Linked DNA regions of Gossypium hirsutum: regions 1 and 3 are each linked to region 2. A link is a contact called in public Hi-C data. All regions are on one chromosome and are shown on one strand. Each heading gives the region's core, a stretch centred on a gene start, on an enhancer-like site or on the middle of the called end of the contact. The rest is flanking DNA. Distances are from core to core; before and after follow the strand shown.

Evidence for each region. Hi-C and Micro-C count contacts between places; a contact is called where the count stands out from the background.
Region 1: a contact with region 2 is called in a Hi-C map of leaf, with 2.6 times the contacts expected there. The contact joins the promoter of LOC107963155 here to the promoter of LOC107962189 in region 2. A contact is called at or near these places in 6 of 34 Hi-C or Micro-C datasets (hypocotyl, leaf and seedling).
Region 3: a contact with region 2 is called in a Hi-C map of leaf, with 2.3 times the contacts expected there. The contact joins the promoter of LOC107962187 here to the promoter of LOC107962189 in region 2. A contact is called at or near these places in 14 of 34 Hi-C or Micro-C datasets (callus, hypocotyl, leaf and 2 more).

Annotation. Positions count from the first base shown.
Region 1 is chrA06:22,704,860-22,707,559 of Gossypium_hirsutum_v2.1, reverse strand. LOC107963155 (adrenodoxin-like protein 1, mitochondrial) reads left to right here and starts at 1,357. Exons shown (of 8, transcript XM_041115932.1): 1 at 1,357-1,862; 2 at 2,102-2,169.
Region 2 is chrA06:22,325,614-22,328,379 of Gossypium_hirsutum_v2.1, reverse strand. LOC107962189 (auxin response factor 7) reads left to right here and starts at 1,317. Exons shown (of 13, transcript XM_016898489.2): 1 at 1,317-2,155. The coding sequence starts at 2,113.
Region 3 is chrA06:22,678,457-22,681,156 of Gossypium_hirsutum_v2.1, reverse strand. It overlaps LOC107962187, which reads left to right and starts at 1,420. Exons shown (of 1, transcript XM_041115568.1): 1 at 1,420-2,383. The coding sequence starts at 1,627. The coding sequence ends at 2,190.

The DNA.
Region 1 (2,700 bases), core at 108-2,607, 380 kb before region 2:
TGGACCACACATCGCTTTCGATTCTTTGCTTTTCTAACTTTGTGTGCACGTGCAGCCCCCTATTTTATTTTATTTTTTAATTTTAAGTATAATAATTTTTTTACCTTTTAACTTATAAAAATTTTATTTTAGTCCTCAATTTAATTTTTTTATCTTTTTTAGTCTTAAAATTTATATTTTTTATCAAATAGCTCTAAAACAGATAAAAAATTAATTTTACTGACGTGAAATACAAGTAAATTACCACATAAATGACACAAAAGAATTTAATTAATTTTAAAATTTTAAAAAATATATATTAAAAATAATATTTTAAATAATTTTAATGATTTTTAATTTTAAAAATATTTTTATATAATTTTTAAATTTTTAAAAAATTAATTAAATATTGATATGTCGTCTATGTGTATTTCACGTCAGCAAAGTTAAATAATGTTAATTTTTCATTCATTTTAATATAATTTGACAAAAAAACACAAGTTTATAAGTAAAAGAAGCTTAAAAATTAAATAAAAGGTTAAAATAATTTTTTTATAAAATTAAAGGGCCAATAAATAATTATACCTTTATTTATTTTAGAATAAGCGACATCAACAATCATTTTCCTTTAGAAAACAACTTTACTTACACCGTCCAAGTATATATATATATATATATATATATATATTATTTATAAACTATAATATGCTTATTTTAAAATAGCCAAATCATCTTTCCGTTACAAAATTTATACTATTAATTGATTAATTATTTTATAATTTTTATGATTAGATAAAAAAAATAGAAAAAAAAATTAGCATAGATATGTGGCCTGAGATGTAGTTTACGTTTAATTATGATGTCTAAGGTGATGTATGATATATAAGAAAATAGAGTGATGTATAACTTAATAATTAAGTATTACTAAATTTAAATTATAATTTTTTTGACATATTGTTTAAAATTAAATAGTGAATGTAATTCGATTGTTTGATAAATATAAATTTTAAGTTATAAAAAATATTCTACATTTATCCTTAACTTTTAAATATTCCATTTTGTTTTAAACCAAATCAAAATTTAATAAAAATTAAAATAAATTATAAATAGCTATTATCTACTTATCTTTTTCACAGAAAAATTCTATTCAGTTATTTTTATTTTGTATTATCAAATATGTAAGAAATAAATCATTGAAAATATTATATTTCAATTGATTTAACTTTTTCAAAATAAGTATTAATTAAGAAGTTAGAACATGGTAAGCACGAGGGGATGTAGCTCAAATGGTAGAGCGCTAGCCTTGCATGAGAGAGGTACAGCGTTCGATCCCCCGCATCTCCACTGCAATAACATTTTATTTTCCTTTTCCTAGTGTCAAAGTTCCTTCAAACGGCGTCGTTCAATCTCTCATCTTCTACCCGGTAGTCTCTACGGCGCATATTATTCTAAAGAAACTTGTTCATCTAACCTCAGCCAACTGCCCTCGCCGGCGGCCACCATTTGCCTTCAAAACTAGTCAGAGTTTTCGTCTTAACGCGCATTAGAGATCACTGTCCCAGACCAAGTTCCAATTTCCTCTTCTCTCGTTACAAAAGGTCGCTTACTCACTTTTTTCGTTATGTCTTCTTTTCTGGAGATTTAAGTACTTGTCTATATCAATATGCAGCAGCTTAGATGAATACCCAGTTGAACTTTATTGATTAATTCGCTCTACATGCAAGTCCATTTAGACTTTGATGTGTTTGTTAAAGTTTGAAAAATTTTAGCTCTAAAGCCTTCCCCCCCTCCTCCTTAAATAGGGCCTGCTTTTCTATTTCGAGTTATGTTAATTTCTAGGCTTTGTAGAGTTGGATTTCGGGTTGCCAAGGAGCTATCAAGAGGTATACTTTTCTTTTCAATTTGACTTCATTTCTTATGGTTTGAATTTTAGTTTTATTATTTGCTATTGGCAATATTAATATTTAGAGATATTTCTAAATAAAAATGTGATACCCTTTTAGTTACTAAGTTGACAACTTGTTTTGATGATTGTGGTATAGTTTTTAGGCTCCTACAAATGCATGGTTTGTATGAAACTATCTTTTTGAGCAAGATATACACATTGCATTTTTTTTGACAGGTGGATATGCATATATGTCTAGATCAAGATATAAACAAAGGCATTGCAGTCATTACCAGTGGTCTACGGTTAGTGATGATTATTTTCTTATATTTCAATAAAAAATATATATATATATTTGGTAGTTGTTGACAATTGGCCAAGTTATCCTGCCGGTTATGACATGCTTGACCTGTAGGGAATATTGGACTGTGGAGTGTAAATGATGGAAAACATAGCAGTTTATCAGGATTAAAGTGGAAGTTTTAGTTGTGAACTCTAATGAGATTAGCTTCTTTCATGGTTAGCTAGTTATGATATCAGGAGAAGAAATGTGTTAACTATGCTAGTGAATGAGCAAATGATTTTGCTTTAGATAGTCTTGAACATATTCGTTGTTAACATAATGAAATTATTGTAGTTTTTGATGAGCTTATGATGACTTAGTGTAGATCAGTTTTCTTATGAAAGAACGGTCTCTTGTCTTGTCTACAGAAAGGAAATAGTATGGCATTGATTTTATTTTCTAAGGAGATGGAATGATTTGATTAACGTTGGTCATTGTGGCATTATTGGATTTGTCAAAGGGATAGCAAAATAGACTAATAGAGCTTAATCTT
Region 2 (2,766 bases), core at 68-2,567:
TGTTGCCTTATGTGTAATATTTTGGTTGATGCAATCAAAACAAACTAAAGTTTACACCGATGCAAAAAAAAGAAAGAAAGAAAGAAAGAAATGATCGTTTCAATTTATTACTGGAATTGAGTAGTATAATTGGAATCGACGTGGAACCAACTACATTGATCCGAACTATATTGATCCAAATTAAGGCCTTATTTAATATTGCTTAAAAAAATAATTTTGGCTTGAAAAACACTTTTAGAAGAAAAATTGTGTTAAACAATTTAATTTTGGCTGAATTTTTTTACTTTTTAAAAACAGTTTTGCAAAAAAAAAAACACTTTTGGTGTTTAATTATTTTTTCACCCCTCCAACAACATGATATTTTTTCTTTTTTTTTCTTGGTGTTTAATTACAAATGTGTTAAAATTATAAATTAAAAATAAAAAAAGTATTTTTTAAAATAATACAAATATGTTCATATCTAATTACAAATATTTAATGGTTATATTTAATTATTTAAAATATAGTTCATATCTAATTACAAATATTTAATGGTTATATTTAATTATTTAAAATATAGTTTATATATTCTAATTAAATTTTATAAATAATTAAAATTTATTACTTAAAAATAATTAAAATTTATATTTCATATAGTAAATTATTAACAACAAGTTGTAATAAATTATTTTTTATATATTTACTAAAATATAATAATATTAATTAATTTGAATATTATTTAAATATATATTTATTACTTGATAATATCATGTTTAAAATGAATATTTTGTTTCTTAAAAGCACGTTTTAATAGTAATACTAAACACTTATATCTTAAACTAAACTTTTCAAAAACAATGTTAAACTAACCTTTAGAAAGATAATAAGAAGAAAATAAGATATAAAATTACCAAGACAACCTCAAATGACAATTAGGGTCTCAATACTAGCAAGCTATATGAGTTGAACTCAAAAAATTTAAATTTGATTGAACTATCAGTCGAGCATTACAATGCTTTGATTCAAATAAGTAGATTTATGAAAATTTAATTACAAACAAGCTTCAACTAATCTATTGAACGAAAACTTATTGGATTAAATGAACCCCACATTTGGAGTTCAACCATGCAAAATGAGAATTGATAAGGGATCTGAACCAGACTGTTATCCTATAGTCGAGCGCCAACTATACTTATTTTCACTCCAAGGAGAACCCTTTACGCACGCCCACAAGGCCGCACGCGCGCACCTCCCAAGTCCAAAACAGTGAAAAGAAGGGTACCAACTTAAACTGTCCGCCTATTAATAGCCTAACACCACTCGCCAATTCACACGCGCAACGATTACAATTTTAATTCATTAAGTAAAAAAGAAAAAAAATCCTTACTTCCTTTAATTTACCGAAGGCCTGATTGCTTCAGAGTTCAGCCTTCACAGTCTCTTATATGTCGGCATGTTTCACAATTTATAAAAGAAAAGAAAAAAAGAAAGCTGTTTTTTGCTCTGCTTTTGCTTGGCCTTTCGCTTTGGTTCTGTGATTTCCAGGCGACAAGTGTTTTTTTTTCCTTCTCCTTGATCCCATAAAGTTTCTTTCTTTTTTTCTTTTCTTTTTTCTCGTCGGATTCTAGAAAACAGAACGATGAGCTTCAAATGAGCTGAGGAGCAGTTTTTAATGTTCCATGCAGTTAGTTCTTTACGGTTTCGGCTACTTTTAAACTGATTCAACTCTGGAATCTGATTTATTCCTTTGGAGAAGTAAATGCTTTCACGTGATTGAAAATACCCAACATTTCAAAAGCTTTTTACCAAGCTAATCAAAGCGAAAGAACAAGGTTTTTTGCCTTTGGTTTTGCTTTCTAAGTTAGGGTTTTAGTTCTTTTTTGGGATTTGTGATTTATTAATGGAAGCTCCGGCGTTTCCTTAAGCGCGTTTGTGGTGATTTTCCTACCAAGGGATGCCGCTAAAATGATTCTTCTTTGAACCGTTGTGGTTGATAGCTAAAAGACTGGAAGTAACTATATGGTGAAGAAAGTTGATTTCTTTTCTGTGTTTTGTTGGAGCATAAGAAGTGGTTGTGTTCCTTAGAGATTTTTCTTTTTGTAAAAAAAATAAAAATTATCCGAGATTGTAAACATGAAGGCTCCACCAAATGGATTTATGGCAAATTCTGCAGAAGGTCTGATTTCTCTTACTGATCCTTTTTTTTTTCTTCTTTTAGCTCTGATTCAGCTTTTTTTTTCTGGGTCGAAATAGCCTTTGGGTTCTACGCAGTCTGGGATTTTCTTGATTATTAGTTTATATATTTGGTTATTTTTCTATGTCATCCATACCCGTCTAAGTTGTTTTTAGTTTAAATAAATTATTGCTCAGTATTAGTTTTGTTTTAATGCTCTACATTTGTTCGTGTAAATTGTCATATCTCTTTTTGAGAAATCCTATAAATCCCATTTTCATAAAAATGGAAAGAAGCACTTAACAAGACTAAAAGTAAAATTTAATGTAACTGAGTGGCAACTTTCCTCATTCTAATGGGGAAAGGTTTGGGTTTGGGATCATTTATCATTTGCAAATTGAAGGTTAAAAAGAAAGAAAACATACAACAATTATACTTTTGTCAAGTTCAAATATGAAGTATTAAGTATTATATAAGAATATTCATGATAACTTTTTAATTTTTGATACCAGGCAATTGCGGATTTGTTGCTTCGATACCATAAAGTTAATTGTTGCCATGTCTATCGTTCAATTTTGGACGAATATGGATATTGAGAATTTTTTTTGGAAGTT
Region 3 (2,700 bases), core at 171-2,670, 350 kb before region 2:
CGTCGCATGACCGAAGTCCCCACCGCTCAAGGCCTATCGTTTTTACCCTTTTCCAATGGCTACGAAAACGGAGTCCAAGCCGGTGATGACACAGACCATTACCTGTCTGAACTTAGGCGACGAGGCAAAGAAGCCATCTTCGAGTTTATAACAAGCAGTAAGAACGAACGCAAACCATCACTTGCATTGTCTACTCCTTGTTCCTTCATTGGGCCACGGAGTTGGCGCGTAAACATCACATCCCGACATCTTTATTTTGGATTCAACCCGCCACCGTTTTTTGCATCTACTATTTTTACTTCAACGTATATGAATCCGCCATTAAAGCCCAAGCTAATGAAACAAACCCCAAGTGTTCTATAAAATTACCAAGTTTACCGCCACTCGCCACCCGCGACCTTCCGTTGATCGTCCTTGCTTCAAACGTTTACCATTAGGCACTGTTGTTGTTCCAAGAACAAATAGACGTCCTCGCCGAAGACATTTAGTGCTTTGGAACACGAAGCATTAAACGCCATTGAAAAGTTCAAAACTGTTGGAATCGGACTTTTAATCTCATCTTCGTTCCTTAACTCAAAAGACCCATTGGATAATTCCTTGAGAACAGATCATTTTCAATCCGATTCAAAAGATTGCACGAAGCATTAAACGCATGTTTTTTATATTAACGCTGAGTGAACGGTAACTGCAGTTATAACCAAATAAAACAATCCTTCCACGTCTTGAAATTGAGAAACTGTGATTTTATGTCGTGATACTATCTTTTTATGTTACTTTTTTTTTTATTGAAAATGGACAATGATATTATGAAATAGTTTCATATTATCAATTTCTTTTTAAAATTTGAGTGGAGGGCCCAAGGGAGGAGATATTTTCCATACTTAAGTCATATATACAGGAAGGGTAAATTACTTAAGTCCAAATTACAACTTTTTAGAAGTTTACAAAAATAACTATTAAATTATTAAATTTTTTTTATCTAAATCATTTAATTATTAAAATTATTATTGTATTATCTTTTCTGTTCACATTGTTTCTACTAATAGAATGTTTTTTTTTCTCTTTCTCTTTTATAAATTAATATTTTTATTAAACTATTTTGAGTATCATGAATTTAAATTAAAATTTAAATAATTTAGTAATTTAAATAAAAATTTTAAAATAATTGAATGATTTAAATAAAATTTTTTAAATAATTTAATAAATTATTTAATAATATTTTAAAATAAAATAATTAAAATATAAATTTACTAATAATTTAATTAACTTTTCATTACAATTTACCCTAGAAATCGTTATATATTCTGCTGCAGTAAACGAATGGTCAGCTTTTTACGAGAAGGGCAAGGGACGGTAAATATCAACCCTCCTGATTTCACACCTGCCCATGTTTTTTAATTGGGTATAAGTAAATGGATCAATCTTAGCAAATTAGCATCTCCATTAATCTCCTCAACTTGCTCTCTCCATCTATGGCCTAGCTTTCTTTGTCGTGTTCTCTTTCTCCTCTACGTTACCATTTCTATAGGCCTCTGATTTTTAGTTTCCCTTATAAAACACAGAAACAGAACCAAGACTAGAATATCTTCAGACAGCCGAATTTTAGAGTTGGCGGACCAAACAAAAATGAATCAGGTGTTGGAATCTCCACTCGAAGCTTTGGCATTTAACTATGTGAGTTTTGGGATTTTCACGGTTATTCATAATCTGTGGACGTGGATTGCTGTTCTCACTGCTGCGGTTAGTTTTTGGAGGATAAGAGCCGTCGTCGGCGCCTCCGTTCAAAGTAATGACCAGAAGCTCTCGGTGTCTATTTCTGATCGTGCCCATGATGAGTCTCGACCGATTCTCGGCGCCGATGAAAAGCCGACCCCTTCAGCTTCAGTTTCAACTCCCCCGGCCCCTCCAGCTTCCGTCTCAGAAACAAGCGGTTCGCAGTTGGTGACCAAAGGAGGAAAAATCAAGTTGACTGTTTATTACGTGGATGATGACGTAGACGTCGACGGTGGGATGACGGTAACGGAATGGAGTGACGGTGGTGAAGGGAGGTGCTGCGGGGAGTGGTGGGAGAGTTGGGAAAGAGTGTTGAGGTTGAGGAAAGGGGAAGCAGGGTGGTACCGTTATCAGGATTTGACGGCGTTAAACGGCAACGTTGTTAGGTTATGGGATGAATCATGCAGGAGGTGGTGAAGAAGGTAAAGCTGAAGCTGTGCTGTAATGGCGGTTGGTGGTGGTGGCATTTTAGGAATTTAATGTAGATGGTATAATGTTTTTAATTGTTTTTCCTTTTAATTATTTGTGTTAATGACATTGGGTTTAAGGTTGGGGATACTTGTAAATATATTTGTCGGAAATAACAAGCTTTAGAAAATCCAAAAGCAAATGCTTCTAAGGTTACAATAATTTTCCTACTCTTTGCTAATTATTTAGCATTATCAGATATTATGAAATATTATAACCCAAATTTAATTTGATTTTAGGGGCCTAAGTCTCTCTTGAATTTGGAAGTTAACATAAGAATAATATTACATTTTAATAGTTAATTGACTAAACTATAAGATGATAATTTAACAAACAAAATGTAAATAACTCAATTTTTAGTTGTACTAAAGCTAAAATAATTTTATAATTTGAATAGTCCAGTAATTTAGAAAGCGAGAGCATCTCGGAAGTGGTCACCTAAGGAAATAGTAGTCATTA